Linked DNA regions of Triticum aestivum: region 1 is linked to region 2. A link is a contact called in public Hi-C data. All regions are on one chromosome and are shown on one strand. The core of a region is the stretch at or near the end of the contact, and the rest is flanking DNA. Distances in the headings are between cores, read along the strand shown. Region 1 holds the start of LOC123051422 (receptor-like protein 7). Region 2 holds the start of LOC123055609 (scar-like domain-containing protein WAVE 5).

Region 1 (2,700 bases), core at 86-2,585, 160 kb before region 2:
TCTAGAACCTCCAGGGATGTTAAGTTTGTGATCCATGATGGTACAGATCCTACTAGTTCTAACCCAGAGAGCTGCAATGAATTCAAGGATCTAAGCCTACCAATTGATGAGGGCAGCTCTCCAGCAAAACCTATCACATCAAGCCCTAGTTTCTTCAAACATTTGAGATTGCTAATTGAAGTTGGTATTGTACCGGAGAAATTGGTGCGCCCCACAAGCAAATTTTCAAGCTGACTACTATCAGTTGAGAAATTCGGTAGATTACCTGATATGTTGTAATTAGCGCGAAGATCAATAGTCACTAGTTTTTTATGTCGAAAGATTACTGAAGGAAAACGACCTTCAAGGTGATTATAGCTTAGTTGGAGAACAGTCAAAGAGGAGAAGTTGGAAAAGAATTTTGGAATTGGACCGGTCAACCGATTGAACTGGAGATCGACAATAGATAGTGATTGCAAACCAGCGAGCGATCCACAAATGGGGCCAGTGAGCCAGCAAAAGGGCAAGCTAAGAACACGGAGATTTGGTGTGTACTTGGCTAGAGCATTGCACCACTCGTCTCCTTGAACGAACATGTCAATCATACCAAGATGGAGCTCCTCCAAATTTGTAAGATTGGCAACCAAGGCTGTAAAGTTAGGCAGTGTGAGCTGATGCAGGTTGGTCCAATCACCATAAACGACGTAACCAGCGTCAAACAGCTCAATAATTTCAGAATTGAAGGACAGGTCGAGAGAGACCAAATCCGTGAGGCGGCCAATGCTATAGGCTGGCACTTGTCCCGCGAAGTTGGAGTTGGAGAGGTTGAGATGGGTGAGACTGGTGAGCTTCTCAAACCCGGTGGATGGGATTTTGGAAAGACTGAAGTTGTTTCCACCCAGGTTGAGACACCTGAGGGAGGTCAGATCGAAGAGCACAGAATGGAGATGGTTACTCTCCAAGCCACGATCACCCAGATCCAGAGAAATGACGTGGCCGCTAGTGCCACTGCAGTGGATGCCCTCCCAACTGCAGCAGTCCGTGCTGGCCTTCCACGACTGAAAGGCCACGACGGACTCATCGGAGGCGGTGAAGGAAAGTTTCAGCCGGAGCAGTGCCAACGCCTCGTCCGGCAAGCATCGAACAGGTATTATGGTGGTGTGGTTGGCGAACGTACCAGCCGAAGGGAGAAGCGAGCTTATTGCCACGAGCTTGATTTGTAGGAGGAACAGCAGCAGCAGCGCTAATGGCAGGAGATGTGCCATCATGGCGGGCATATGTGCAACGACGGCTTTGTTTGGTTGGGTGGCACAGGACTGAAAGAGCAGAGATTGATAAATTTGTACCCTGCCTCATGCGTTTATGTACACGGTTATGAGCAGCTACATGCAGTCTGGCCTTTAAATTTTTGTGTAGTGAGCTAACAAGAACGCACGGCTGGCAGCAAAGCCGACCACGAGGTTTTCTCTTGCAATCGCATAGTGTCCAGACACATCGTTATCTTGGGTCATGATGCATTTCTGCTTGGCCACTTAGATTCTTGTTGAACTAGTCAATGTACATTTGTACCCAATTACTCCCTCAACCTTATAGCCGGCAAGTATAATAGTTGTATATGAATATGTACTACTTTATTGATACATGACCCATATCCCACTCTCACAGAGTGTCTAGAAGCGGGTGTTACAGCCGGCTGTTAATCAGTAGCCCGTTTATCTTCTTTCTTCACCCACTCATCAAAAATATAACATTTAATGTCTTACAGCCCGCCTATGCCATCTTATTATACTTGCTCTTACTTATATAAGGCCACTATTGAATACTCCATCCGTTCCAAAATATAGTATTTCCTCTATTTCCGCGCTTCAACTTTGACCATAAATTTAACCAACGAGGCCGATTACGGTGAGAGCAAAAGTTATACCAGTAAATTCGTATTCAAAAGAAGTTTTCAATTATATAATTTTTTGTCCCGCCGCAGTCGGTCTCGTTGGTTAAATTTATGGTCAAAGTTGAACCTCGGAAAACGCGGACGCACTATATTTTGGAATGGAGGGAGTATACGTTTTGCATCTATACAAGGCAACCAACAGTAATCGAGGAAAGAATTACTCCCTCCGTCTAGGTGTGTAAGTCACCTTAAGAAAACCAAATAATCCCAAAACACTTAGGCGCGATGCATTAACTTCCTCATCGTTTCTTGTTTTGTGACATATCAACCAATAAGAGATGTGGGCCGTGCATGCTTTCAATGACTTTAAGACTATCAAACATGACATGCAGTGGTTAGTTCATTGCATGCAATGCTATTAATTAGCAAAAAAACATTAAATTTTCTCGTTTTCCTCTCCGCCTTGGTCGCGGTGCATAACGTAAGATGACTTATACACCTAGACGGAGGGAGTAATGATATTTCCTCGTACTAGCAACATGTTTAATACTTGAATGCATGCCGTCATAATGACACTAGCAACCTCCTCCACTCAGTTTCCTTGCATGCATGTTGCGTATTAATTATTTCAGTAAACGAAAAAAAATTGGCTTGCAAAGTATGCATTAAATTTTACGTTGATACCTTTAATATAAGTTTGTCACCTTGTATATAAAAATGGAAGGAGTACCATTAATATCATAGATCTCCAAACAGCCTACTCACCACAACAATTCCTGTAAACATCAGCAATTACTTCATGGAGACTGGACGGGCCATATAAAAAAACC
Region 2 (2,755 bases), core at 2-2,501:
GCCAGCGACAACTTGGTGTGTGTCTTGCATCGACGTCCGGTGGTTTCTCATGCAGGCGCAGTCTCTCTTTTGTTAGTAGCCTCGGGTGTGTCTCGGTGGAGTGTGGGCACACTTGTAATCTTGTTCTATTTTTGATCTGCTTTGTATGAAGTTTCTTTCATAACTTTGTATCTGTTCGGCCATGTTGCTTTATATATAAAGCGGGACGAAAGCCTTTTTGGATATTACAACACAAGTTTACCAAGATTTTGGACACAATTGGGCCAAGCAGGCCCATGCATGGCCTGCATCACCATGCCGGGTTGTGCTGCCATTTTCTCTATTTTTAGGCCCAACCCGGCCCATTTAGTTTGTGTCGTGCCATGGCAGTCGGGTTTCGTGCCAGCCCAGAAAAGCCCCGCCCACGTCCCAAATGAATCCGTTCATGAATACATGCACTGATGCACATGATTTGATTGGTTTGCAGTGAACTAACACTGAGAGGATAGGTAGGTCATGCGATCTCGCGACTCATGACACTGGGTTGGCCTACCTGATATTTGTCCGGTGGCATGGTACAAAACACAGCTAGCTCGCGGTTGTTGTGTTGTTGCCTGGAGCTGAGCTGGAGGAATTGGATCATTTTCAATTTAATTAAGGGACATTTATATTTGTGTCCTTAACTCGAACCCACTACTCAAATTTACTCTTAACTTTTTGATGTGCTCAAGTTTGCTCGTAAAAAGCATTTTAGGTCACAAGAATGCCCTTCCATTTGGTCAAAGTTGTTTGACTGAAACTCCGACGAATGCAAAATAGAATATAAAAATATTCATAAAAACATCACCTATATGCACATGTCATTTACGTTCATGGCAAATACACAATATTCCTTGCCTATTACAGGTTGGCTTATCATAAATTGAGAACCTTTTATACTACGGTAAGAACCTAACGATTTTCCGTAGCTTGTAAATGCATTTTGTAGGCAGTCGTTCAGTAGCCGCAACGTGACGTGCGGTACAAAACCGTATTCCGTATGTATTAACATGGCGCAGTGCACAAGCATGAAGCATGCACAGTACGAAGGTACGGTGGTACCTCCTCCTGCTCTAGGGGACCGACCGTGCGGTGCTCTGTCACCTCACCGGACGCTCGTGGGTGCGGGGTGTCGTCGTGTCCTTGCACTGCCTGGAGGTCAGGGCGCGTCAATGGCTACATGTCAGTCGTTTGCCACGAGCCGTCACATGAGCCAGCACCTGCATGCGCGCATGGAGCAGAGTGCTCACCTTCTGGCCCCAACACTGGCAAGGCCCAAGCTCACCACCAAGGCCGACGAGCTCCCCGAAGCTGTCGTCGTCCAGGATGCGGGTGACGCCATGGCCGGCTTCGTGGGCCTCCTCCGCCAGCTCGGGGACCTCGCACAGTACGTTGCTCCTATCCTGCTGGCTGCTACAAATTCACCAGACTAGCCCCTGAATCTGATCTTCTTCAGGCTCGCCGCGGAGGTGTTCGACGGCCTGCATGACCAGGCCACGGCGGTGCCTGCACGGGCGTGCGGCCTCGCGCTGGGGGCGCGGCGGCTCGAGGCGGAGCTGCCACTCATCGAGGAGCGGCTCCGCCGTCGTTGGAATGGACAGGCTTGTGTACTTCATCGGCTAGAAGCTCTGTGTGGCGTCGCAGGCCACGGTGTCGATCGGCCGGTGACTCTGGTGGGAGGAACAAGGCCGTGCTCCATCGAAAAGTTCATCTAGCGATGCCACGGGCCTCCGCAGCTGTCAATGCTGGACAAGTAACAACACTTCTATACCAAAAATTAAACAGCTCAAAAAGGATATTTTTTTCCTGGTTAATTTTAGCTTGTTTTGGGTGCAGGTATGATGCTGGTGGCGAGGGAGCGTGCTTGAAGAGATACACCGACCCCTCCTTCTTCAGAGCCCACTCTGCACAGCATGAATCAGACCTTCAGAGTTCAGACAACCATTCCAAACCCCCTGCCAAGGAAGCCCACCATAACAAATACTCCAAGTAAGTGAGTAACACTTCTTAACTTTCCCTATCTCACTTCTCCCTTCTTTCCAGTTTTCCTTCTAAGTGTTTTAGCATCCAAATTAACCTGACATTTGAACCTCCTGTAGATTTAAAACAGGCGCATTGTCCGATATGCTCCAACAACTTAAATATCGTCACATGATCAGAAGAAAGAGGCGTCAAAAGCACAACTTTCAGAATCAGGGTTCGTCACAAGATGAAGCATCTGAACCACACGTTTTGTCTTCAGCTGATTCGCCTGAAGCATCAAACTCCGAAGCGCCATGCCCTGCAGTACCAGCGAACAAGGAGAGGAGCAGTGACCTCGTTGACAGGACCAGTTCGTTCGGGGCATGGCTCTCTCCAAGTGTAGCCTGTTGTACTGATGCGTGTGAAAACACACCAGACAATACTGATGGATCTTCCAGCCATGGCACAAACAAGGCCGACGAGAATGCCAACAATGCGACAAATTCTCGTAGCCCCCTTGTCGACTTCATCGCCTCAAGGGTCGAAAGCTCGCCGAGCAAGCTATCTGTCAAGAAGCACAGTGACCCGTTAACAAAATCCTTCCGGAACATGGCTAAGAAGCTGCTGCTTGAGTATGAATCAGCAGAGAATTTTCGTAACAGCAATCTAGTGCATTCTGAAGACGTACCAGATCCAGATGAAGTAGCATTTTACAGCAAAACCACCAAGGACACTCACCAAGACGCGGCGACCTCGGAGCAATCCGACGATCCTT

Evidence for each region. A called contact is a pair of places that touch in the nucleus more often than the background predicts.
Region 1: a Hi-C map of leaf shows a contact between it and region 2, with 2.6 times the contacts expected there. The contact joins the promoter of LOC123051422 here to the promoter of LOC123055609 in region 2. A contact is called at or near these places in 2 of 5 Hi-C or Micro-C datasets (both in leaf).

Annotation. Positions count from the first base shown.
Region 1 is chr2D:40,770,587-40,773,286 of IWGSC CS RefSeq v2.1, reverse strand. It overlaps LOC123051422 (receptor-like protein 7), which reads right to left and starts at 1,335. Exons shown (of 1, transcript XM_044474289.1): 1 at 1-1,335. The coding sequence starts at 1,256.
Region 2 is chr2D:40,605,951-40,608,705 of IWGSC CS RefSeq v2.1, reverse strand. LOC123055609 (scar-like domain-containing protein WAVE 5) reads left to right here and starts at 1,251. Exons shown (of 5, transcript XM_044479552.1): 1 at 1,251-1,405; 2 at 1,475-1,625; 3 at 1,734-1,771; 4 at 1,855-2,007; 5 at 2,118-2,755. The coding sequence starts at 1,251.